2 separate regions of the Sus scrofa genome follow, and region 1 is linked to region 2. A link is a contact called in public HiChIP or PLAC-seq data. All regions are on one chromosome and are shown on one strand. The core of a region is the stretch at or near the end of the contact, and the rest is flanking DNA. Distances in the headings are between cores, read along the strand shown.

Region 1 (4,227 bases), core at 1,039-3,538, 300 kb before region 2:
GCTTGGGTACGGCCCGTCCTGACGCAGCACAGGAGCGCAGAGCTGCCCCTGAGACTCCAGCCCGATTCCCGTGGCTTTTTGGTCCTCGGCGCTGGGAACCCAGGTCCTGGCCATTTTTGCCCCTTTTCCAATTCTGACTCTTCCTTCCAGTCGGGGCAGTTCAATGAAGACATGATCCCCACCGTGGGCTTCAACATGCGCAAGATCACGAAAGGCAACGTGACCATCAAGGTGGGCACCCGGGCCGCCGAGGGGGTGGGGGGGTGGGAAGACCGGGTGTTTGGGGGGGTGTTGACAGTATGTGTCTGTGTGTTGAGTGTGTGTGTCTGTGTGTTGGTATGTCTGTTGGAGCTTGTGTGTTTTGGGAGGGTGTTAGAGCATGTGTGTGGAGGGTGTGTGTCTGTGTGTGGGGGCGTGATGTGTGCTGTGTGTATGTGTGTTGGGGGTGTTGAGTGTGTGTGTTTGTGTCTGTGTGTATTGGGGTATGTGTATTGGAACTTGTGTGTATTGGGGTGTGTCTGTGTGTTCGGTATATGTGTGTGTTGGGGGTGTGTTGGGCATGTGTGTGTGTTGGAGGTGTGTGTGTTGAGTGTATGTGTCTTTGTGTTGGGGTGTGTATATGGAGCTTCTGTGTGTTGGGGTGTGTCTGTGAGTTGGGTGTCTGGGTTGGGTATTTGTGTGTGTGTTGGGGGTGTGTGTGTGGAGTGTGTGTGTGTTGGGGTATATGTATTAGAGCTTGGGTGTGTTGGGTGTGTCTCTTGGGGGGGGTGTGGAGTGTGTGTCTGTATGTTGGGGCATGTGTATTAGAGCTTGTGTGTGTTGAGGTGTGTCTGTGTGTTGGGGGCATGTGTGTTGGGGGGTGTTGGCTGGGGCCCTGAAGGAGAAGCTAAATGAAAGCAGGGGTTGGGTTGGAGGAGTCAGGACCTGGAGCTGGAAGGAATGGGGGGACACGTGGGAGCCAGGGTGGATTTGGGGGCCGCCTGCTGGTGAGACATCTCCCCTCTTCTTGCTCAGCTCTGGGACATCGGGGGACAGCCCCGCTTCCGTAGCATGTGGGAGCGCTACTGCCGAGGAGTGAGTGCCATTGTGTAAGTGCCAGGTGGGGGACACTGAGACTCCCGCCCGCCTGTAATTGCCTTTGGTTTGGCACAGCCCCTGGGCAGCCACCAACCAGTTCCAGAACCAGGGCATCGCCCACTCCGCCTGGAAGCACCTGCGTGTCCCGCCTCCCGCTTGCCCCCAACCCAGACTCACCCCATCCGTTTTATGTGATGTAATGGTTCATTTCCTTGCTTCTTAAAAATAATTTTGTCCTACATATGTATATATATATATGCCCAAACAAAAGATTGTTTAGTTTTCATTGTTTCTAACCTGAGTTTTCAAAGTTTTTTATTTTGTGTACAGTTTTTAAAGGCGACTCTCCATTTACAGTTAAATTAATACATCCTTGCAGCCAGTCTTACACCCAGTAACCTGATTTTTTAAAAGGCATCTTGATGCAAGAAAGTCATCTGGGGCTTCCTCTGCTGTCTTCACCCCCTTATCTGGTCCTCCCATCAGAACACAGGGGGTCACTCTGCGAAGAGCTTGGGTCCAGTCCTCTGGGACCCCGCTTTGCCACATCATTGGCAGCTTCTCCGGGGTCTTTGGAGGAGGGACTGGATGGATTCTGCAGGTCCTCACTCCCTTTGGTTCAGAAACCATTCTCCCGGCACCTGCCCAGGTGGTCTATAGACCCCAGGGTGATGAGCCCCTTCTCTCCCCACCCTCAGCCGTGGGGTCACTTGCTTGTTTGTCCCCACCCTGCCATTCCCCAGGTACATGGTGGACGCAGCTGACCAAGAGAAGATCGAAGCCTCCAAGAATGAACTCCACAACCTACTGGACAAGCCTCAGCTGCAGGGCATCCCGGTCAGCGGGCTGGGGGCGGGACCAGAGGCCGGGGGGGGGGGTGCAGCGGGGCTGCAGAAGCGCGCCCTGCCTGCTGCTGCCCTGGACCCAGCCTCTCCTCCCTCCTCTGCAGGTCCTAGTCCTGGGTAACAAGCGAGACCTCCCGGGAGCGCTGGATGAGAAGGAGCTGATTGAGAAAATGTGAGTTTGGCATTTCTTCTCTCCCTCCCTCTCCCCAAATTCCCAGGCCCCTGACCGCGGAGGGCTGGCCGCCGCGCTAGCGGTCGCCGCACGGTGGCAGCAGAGAGCGCCTGCCCGAGCCCCGCCCTCCCCGCCGCAGCCTCTGCACCGCGCAGCCTCAGTAGACTCTCCGCTCTCCTGCAGGAATCTGTCTGCCATCCAGGACCGAGAGATCTGCTGCTACTCCATCTCCTGCAAAGAGAAGGACAACATTGGTGGGTCTGGAGGCGGCGCTGCATTCGTGAGGCGGGGGCGGGAGGGGAAGGCACTCCAGGTGCTTTGGGGCCGTGGCTTTTTCTTTGGAGCCCAGAGTGCTGTGGGATTCTGCTTCTGAGCCTCACCCCGGCTCTGTGGTCGCCTAGTGTGTGAACCTCCTTGGGGTTCACTTCCCCACCTGGGTCACCACAGGGTGGGGCGACATCACAGGGTGGGGCGATGCGGCAGGGTGGGCCCAGGCGATTCGCAGGCCCCTTCCAGGCCTGACGGCCACGTCCAATGGTTCCGCGGCTCTGTCTCTTTCTCAGTAGCCAGATGTCCCTGCCCCCCACGCCCTTCAGAGCTTGTGATGCCCTTCAGATTGACCCCAGCTGGGCAGCCAAGAAGCCCAGACCTGCCACTCCCCAGGCGTTTGCTCTACCCCCAGCAGGCCCAGCGCTGAAGCCCCCTAACCTCCTCTCTTGTTCCCCAGACATCACCCTACAGTGGCTTATCCAGCACTCAAAGTCACGGAGAAGCTGAGACTGCGGCCCCTCCCCTCTGACCAGGGACCGCCATCCAAACTGAAGCCGAGCTCCCGCCCCCCTCCCCGCTGCCCCCCCTCAAAGCCCACCCCTCCTTATTCGGTGTGGGGAGGGGTCCTCTGGGCGTCCCAGAGTCCTGTTCTGCTGAGGTTTGAACTCCTGATTTTATTGTAAAATAAATCGCTCCCATCTGATCCCCTAACCTCCCCCGCCCCGCGCTGCTTCCTCTTCCCCCTACAGCCCCTGGCCCCACAACCCGGCCTCCTCTCTCCTCCAAGCCCTGCTTCCCTTTTCCACACTCTTCTGTTATTGTCCTGTGTGTACAGTATATATATGTATATATATTTTAATTTTTTAATTTAAGCAAAGACTAAAATCAACCATTTGATGCTGCAGGGGCCAGTCAGGATCTGGGAGGGGGGGCTCTGAAGAGAAGGGGGTTGGCTGGGGAGGGTTCAGATCAGGAGAGGTAAGGCGGGCACCTGGGCAGGTACCAGCCTGCTCACAGGTGGCTGGCCCCAACCCTGTTTCTTTCTACTTCCCAGTCTGGCCTGTCCCCACAGTGCTTGAATGTCACAGGCTGGCGGGAGCCTCCAGAGATGCCCTTCTCTGTCCCCAGCCTCAGGAGGGCCACCAGGCACCACCAGGTGCCAGAGACCGGGGGCTGAGAGGGCAGGGGGCCAGCGTCCACGGTGCCCCAGCAGCTCCTCCTGCCTGTTCCTGGCTCCCAGCCCCTGCCCCTCCCCGGGCCCCCACCTCCATGGCCACCTCATTTTCTGTTCTCGTTTTGCAGGTTGCACAAGGAGAGAACTCAGCACGGGGGGTTGGTTCTTTGGGTTTTGTTTTCTGTTTGTTTATTTGTTTAATTTAATGATTTGTAAAGTGATGTTCCTCTTCCTTTTTTACACTTTTCAGCTCATATTTAACCTCTGTTTGGAAAGTGATTCTTGTAACTGTACATTTTTTTGCCTCCTAACAAGAATAAATGACGATTTTGTGTTGGGGGGGGTCCATGGTGCGGCTTATTTTCCATGGGTGGTGTGGGATGCCCGCAGGCCCAGGGACTCGGGCCACCGCCACCCCAGGCACAACGGCCAGAGGGAGGCACCAGCTCAGTCTGAGCACACACGCAATGGCCCTTTGCAGAGGAGGCAACCTCCCAACGCCTGCCTCCAGCCTCCTACCTCCTCCTCTGGAGACTTTCATGTGTCCCCAGCCCTGAGCCAGCCGCTGCTGGCCAGGAGTGTCCAGGAGGTCTGTGTAGGGAGCTGCCCTGCTGCCCCCACATGTGCGGAGGGACCCCCAGTGGTTCGGGACTGCACCTGCAGCCAGCGCTGGGCGGGGACAGTGCCAG
Region 2 (3,983 bases), core at 833-3,332:
GGAAATTGACTTTGTTTTTTTTGTCTTTTAGGGCCACACCCACAGCATATGGAGGTTCCCAGGCTAGGGGTCCAGTGGTAACTGTAGCTGCCAGCCTACGCCACTGCTACAACAAGGGATCCAAGCCATGTCTGCAACCTACATGCCAACTCACGGCAATGCGAGATCCTTTACCCACTGAGCAAGGCCAGGGATCAAACCCGCATCCTCATGGACACTAGTCGGGTTCGCTAACCCCTAAGCCACAAGGGGAACTCCAGCTTTGGGAACTTGATGAGATGTGCGGCAGGTATCCTAAGCCTAGTGCCAGCCAAGGCAGGGGCATCAGAAGAAGCAGCAGGACCTCGGCAGAGGACAGAGCAGCCTTGAGTGGACAGAGGAGAAGTCATGGGGAAATGGCCATTGGAGCCCCAAGCCTCAGGCCCTACTGGGCCAGGGCAGGGAGGCAGCTTAGTGCTGGACAGCCAGAGTCCAGGGGTCCGGGCCTCTAGAGCGAGGTGTCCTTTGTTCCCCAGGGCCACAGGGGCTGCAGAGGAGAAAGCAGAGTGGGGTCTACTTGGACAGGCCACTCAGAACCCCACAATCCCACCCAGCCCAAATCAACCATAGGGAGGGTCTCAGTGGCTGGGCCTGAATAAAGCCAGACGGAGCTGATTCTCGACATGGGATCTGGGGGCCAAGAAAGCTGGGCACGGGGGTGTGGGGGGGAGGCAACATGTGTTACGCAAAGCACTGGAACCTTAACTCTGCGAAGACATCCATTTTTAGTCACTCTAGGGGGTCAGATGGGTCTGGGACACTGCTTTTTCTATTCCTGTTTTTGTAAAGTTCCTTAAAGGGCCCCAAATCCTCCAAAACTGTCTCTACCAATGGTGAGAAAATGGTTTTTCTCCTCCAGCTTCTCCCCTTGGGCCATTCTGTCTGTCCCTTGTGTCACACCCTGTTCTGCTTACTGCAGCCCTGGGAGAGGATGGAGGTTCCCTGAAGGCGAGCCCCTGGTCCTGCGTGGTGGCCTGTGTCACACCCCCCTCCCCCGTATCGAAGTCTGCACAGTGCCAGGTGGGTACCTGGTGCTCAAGCCACAGGGGTGGGGCAGGCCCTTGCCTCGCCCACTGGTCCTGGCAGGCAGCCTGTTCAGCGTTCTGCCCTATAGGTACCACTCCAGCTCGCTGCCTGTCTTTATTCCCAGCTGCACCTCTAGACCCCTTTGAGTAGGCAAAGGACATTCTAGCCCAAACTTGGGTCCTGGATTCAGCCCTTCCACCTTGCAACTCTCTGGGGAGGACACTGTTGGGGTAGAGGGCATGATGCAGTGGCAGGGGGATTCCGTTTCCTCTCCCGCCCCAGCCCGCTAGCCCAGCCTCTCTCCTTGCTGGGGGAACCAGTCAGAGAAACAGAGGAAGCAGGGCTGGAGGTAAGGTTTCCAAAAAGGAACTGAATCTAGGCTCAGCCTGTGAGCTCCAGCGTGGCAGTAGCCTTACTGGACCACAGGCTCCTCCGGGATGGAGGCTGGGTTTGTCCAGCACGGCGCCTGTGCACAGCCGGCTGGGCTCTAAGCTCGCTGGATGCAGAAGCCACCCCGATTGGTCTGTGTGACTCCAGCATGTGACCCCTTCCCCCGGCCTCCCACGGCTCTTTCTCCGACTCAGGGGATGTGTACACATCCTGTCCACTCCTCCCAGGGCAGAAGGAAGGGCCGACTGATAGAAAGCACACTTTCATCAATAAATGAGCCATACAAACTAAGGGAGTCATTGTTCTGGCTACCAAAGTGTGGACCAGGAGTAATCTAAACCAAAGGCCAAGAGAGGAAGTGGCCCTGGGTCCAGAGTAAACAGAAAAACCAGCTTCAGGGCTCTGGGTTCCTCCCATAAGGGGAGAGAGAAGCCAGAGGCCAGAGGCGCTCCCTGCAAGCCAGTCAACCTCAAGCAAACGGCTTCTGGCCTCCGTCTTCCCACTCCGCCCCGGCCAAGCAGAAAGCAGAGTCTGCCTGAGGTCAGGCTGCCTTAACGTGGGAGGCTGGGGGCTGGGAGGCAGGGGAACAGGAGGCCAGGCTGCTGCTTCTGTTCTTGCCCGTGGGTGAGTCACTTTGGGCGTGGCCCTCACAGGAACCAAGCACTTGGTACCTTCTTGGCACGGGGCTGGTGGGTGAGCTGGTGCTGAGCCCTGTTCCAACGCCTTCCCTGGCTGGGGGAGGAGGACGTTCAAGATTTGATCTGCTGTGACCCTGAAATGGTGAGCCAGGCCGAGCCAGACCTCTGTCCCACTTGGATTCCCACTCAGGGCTGTGAAGGATGGAGAAATGAAGGCGAGGCGACGTGGGGGTGGAGGAGCCCCTGAGGCCTGATTTCAGCTCTGCTTCATAACCATCCCTCCCACCCCCCGCCACCTCCACAAGGAGAGGAGGGCTGAGAGGTGATGAGCTCTCTGTCACTGGAGGTATGCAACTTTAGTCTGGACTTCACTTGGCCACACACTTGGGCTATGAAAAGCCCTTTCCCCTTGCCCCTGTATCCCAACTTTGTTCTCATTTTCCAACCCCAGGAGGCGGGGAGGAACCGACTTCCAGTCCAGCTGGAGAGGCTGCCTGTCCCCCTCTCTCAGCCTTCCTGCTCTACGCCCCCCAGGATTTCTCAATCCTGGCGGTTTGCTCCCCTCCACCCCCAGGGTGTAGCCCAGCCTTCCGTCCCCCTTGGAGCTGACAGCATGAGCTCATCCGGGCAGCCCGAGGAGCCAGTGGGGAAACTTTGAGTCACGCAGAGCCTGCGGCCAGGATGCCGGTGTAGGAGAGGTGCCATGGGAGGGCTGAGCACCCCGCCCGGCGGCCAGAGCCCAGGTGCCTCGAGGAGCAGGTGGAGGGGCGTCCACGTGGCGTGGAATGCAGGCCACTGTGTGGCCACCGGCTGAAGGGGCAAGAACGACCCTGGGTGTCGGGAAGGGCACAGTAGAGGCTTCAGAAGCGGAAGAGGAAGGGAGGGAACAGCTCCTGGCGATGGTGAGGCAAAGCAGCGGGGAGGGCGTGGATGGGCACACCCTGAGCCCTGCGGTGGCTTCTGCTGCCCATCCCACTTCCAATGATGCTCCAACCTAATTACACAGAATCTAATTCTCAAGCAGAAGCAGACACCAGGCAAGGCCATGCTGCCCCTGCCGACGTGTGGATGTGGCGGGAGCCCCCACCCGGAGCTCTGCCTCCACGGTGAGTGTCTGTGCATGGCTGCCAACCTCGAATGCCTGGGCCAAGGTCATGGGCCCTGCTCTCCACAATGGAGGGAAAGGGGGCAGCTCGCTCTCACCTGTGAGTCACCTGGGACCCTCGCAGGCTGGACATGGTCTCTTCCAAGTTCTGTCGGAGATCCAGAACATTCTGCACTGTCCTCTTCCTCTGGGACTCTGGGTCTAGGGGGAGAAGAGGAGGAGCTGGATGAGGTAGGTGCAGGGCGACCGCATCCCCAGGAGGTGAGGGGCCGGGAGGTGCAGGGCGACCGCATCCCCAGGAGGTGAGGGGCCAAGAGGTGCAGGGCGACCACATCCCCAGGAGGTGAGGGGCGCATGCTAGCTTGGAGAAGACTCAACTAGAGCAGAAATGTACCCACCACCTCCCAGGCTGAAAACACCCCAAACCAAGGGCACGAGCAAGAAGGAAGGGCTCAGGAACTTTCTCCTCCCTCCACCAGTCCAGGCGGAAAACGGATGGGACAGGCTTTGGGCAGAAACCTCAGTCAGCCCTGCCCCAAGACTTGTCCTTGACCTTGGGACCCAGGTCGCGGAATGGAAGCAGATCCCCCAAAGCCTCCCTGAGAGGGAGCGTCGGGGACCCAGGGATGCTGGCAGAGGCGCCCAAGAGCTCTGCCCTCAGGCTCCTGTCTGGACCCTCTGCGGTTCTTGCCCAGAGCCCATGCACCCTCCCCACCCAGAAAGGTGCCCTCCAGGAGGTATTTTTTCCCCAAGACTAAGCTCAGCCCAGCTGCTCTGTCTTGTCA

Evidence for each region. HiChIP or PLAC-seq counts read pairs in DNA pulled down with a chosen protein or histone mark.
Region 1: a contact with region 2 is called in an H3K27ac HiChIP or PLAC-seq map of alveolar macrophages. The contact joins two enhancer-like sites. A contact is called at or near these places in 1 of 5 promoter capture datasets (fetal liver), 4 of 47 Hi-C or Micro-C datasets (embryonic fibroblasts, fetal heart ventricle, retroperitoneal adipose tissue and 1 more) and 1 of 2 datasets of contacts at active chromatin or transcription factors (alveolar macrophages).

Annotation. Positions count from the first base shown.
Region 1 is chr10:24,314,577-24,318,803 of Sscrofa11.1, reverse strand. It overlaps ARL8A (ADP-ribosylation factor-like protein 8A), which reads left to right. Exons shown (of 7, transcript XM_021064533.1): 2 at 151-231; 3 at 1,015-1,088; 4 at 1,821-1,914; 5 at 2,027-2,094; 6 at 2,278-2,348; 7 at 2,822-3,875. The coding sequence ends at 2,871. It overlaps GPR37L1 (prosaposin receptor GPR37L1), which reads right to left. Exons shown (of 2, transcript XM_021064532.1): 2 at 3,711-4,227. Among named protein-coding and RNA genes, the nearest start is that of ARL8A, 7.5 kb to the left of the region's middle. Within about 2 kb of position 2,288, at least 16 of the 83 cell types and tissues checked have an H3K27ac peak or open chromatin away from gene starts, as enhancers often do. A contact at or near this core is called in alveolar macrophages, where this site is marked.
Region 2 is chr10:24,013,715-24,017,697 of Sscrofa11.1, reverse strand. NAV1 (neuron navigator 1) reads right to left here. Exons shown (of 31, transcript XM_021064517.1): 5 at 3,297-3,399. Among named protein-coding and RNA genes, the nearest start is that of IPO9, 94 kb to the left of the region's middle. Within about 2 kb of position 2,082, at least 32 of the 83 cell types and tissues checked have an H3K27ac peak or open chromatin away from gene starts, as enhancers often do. A contact at or near this core is called in alveolar macrophages, where this site is marked.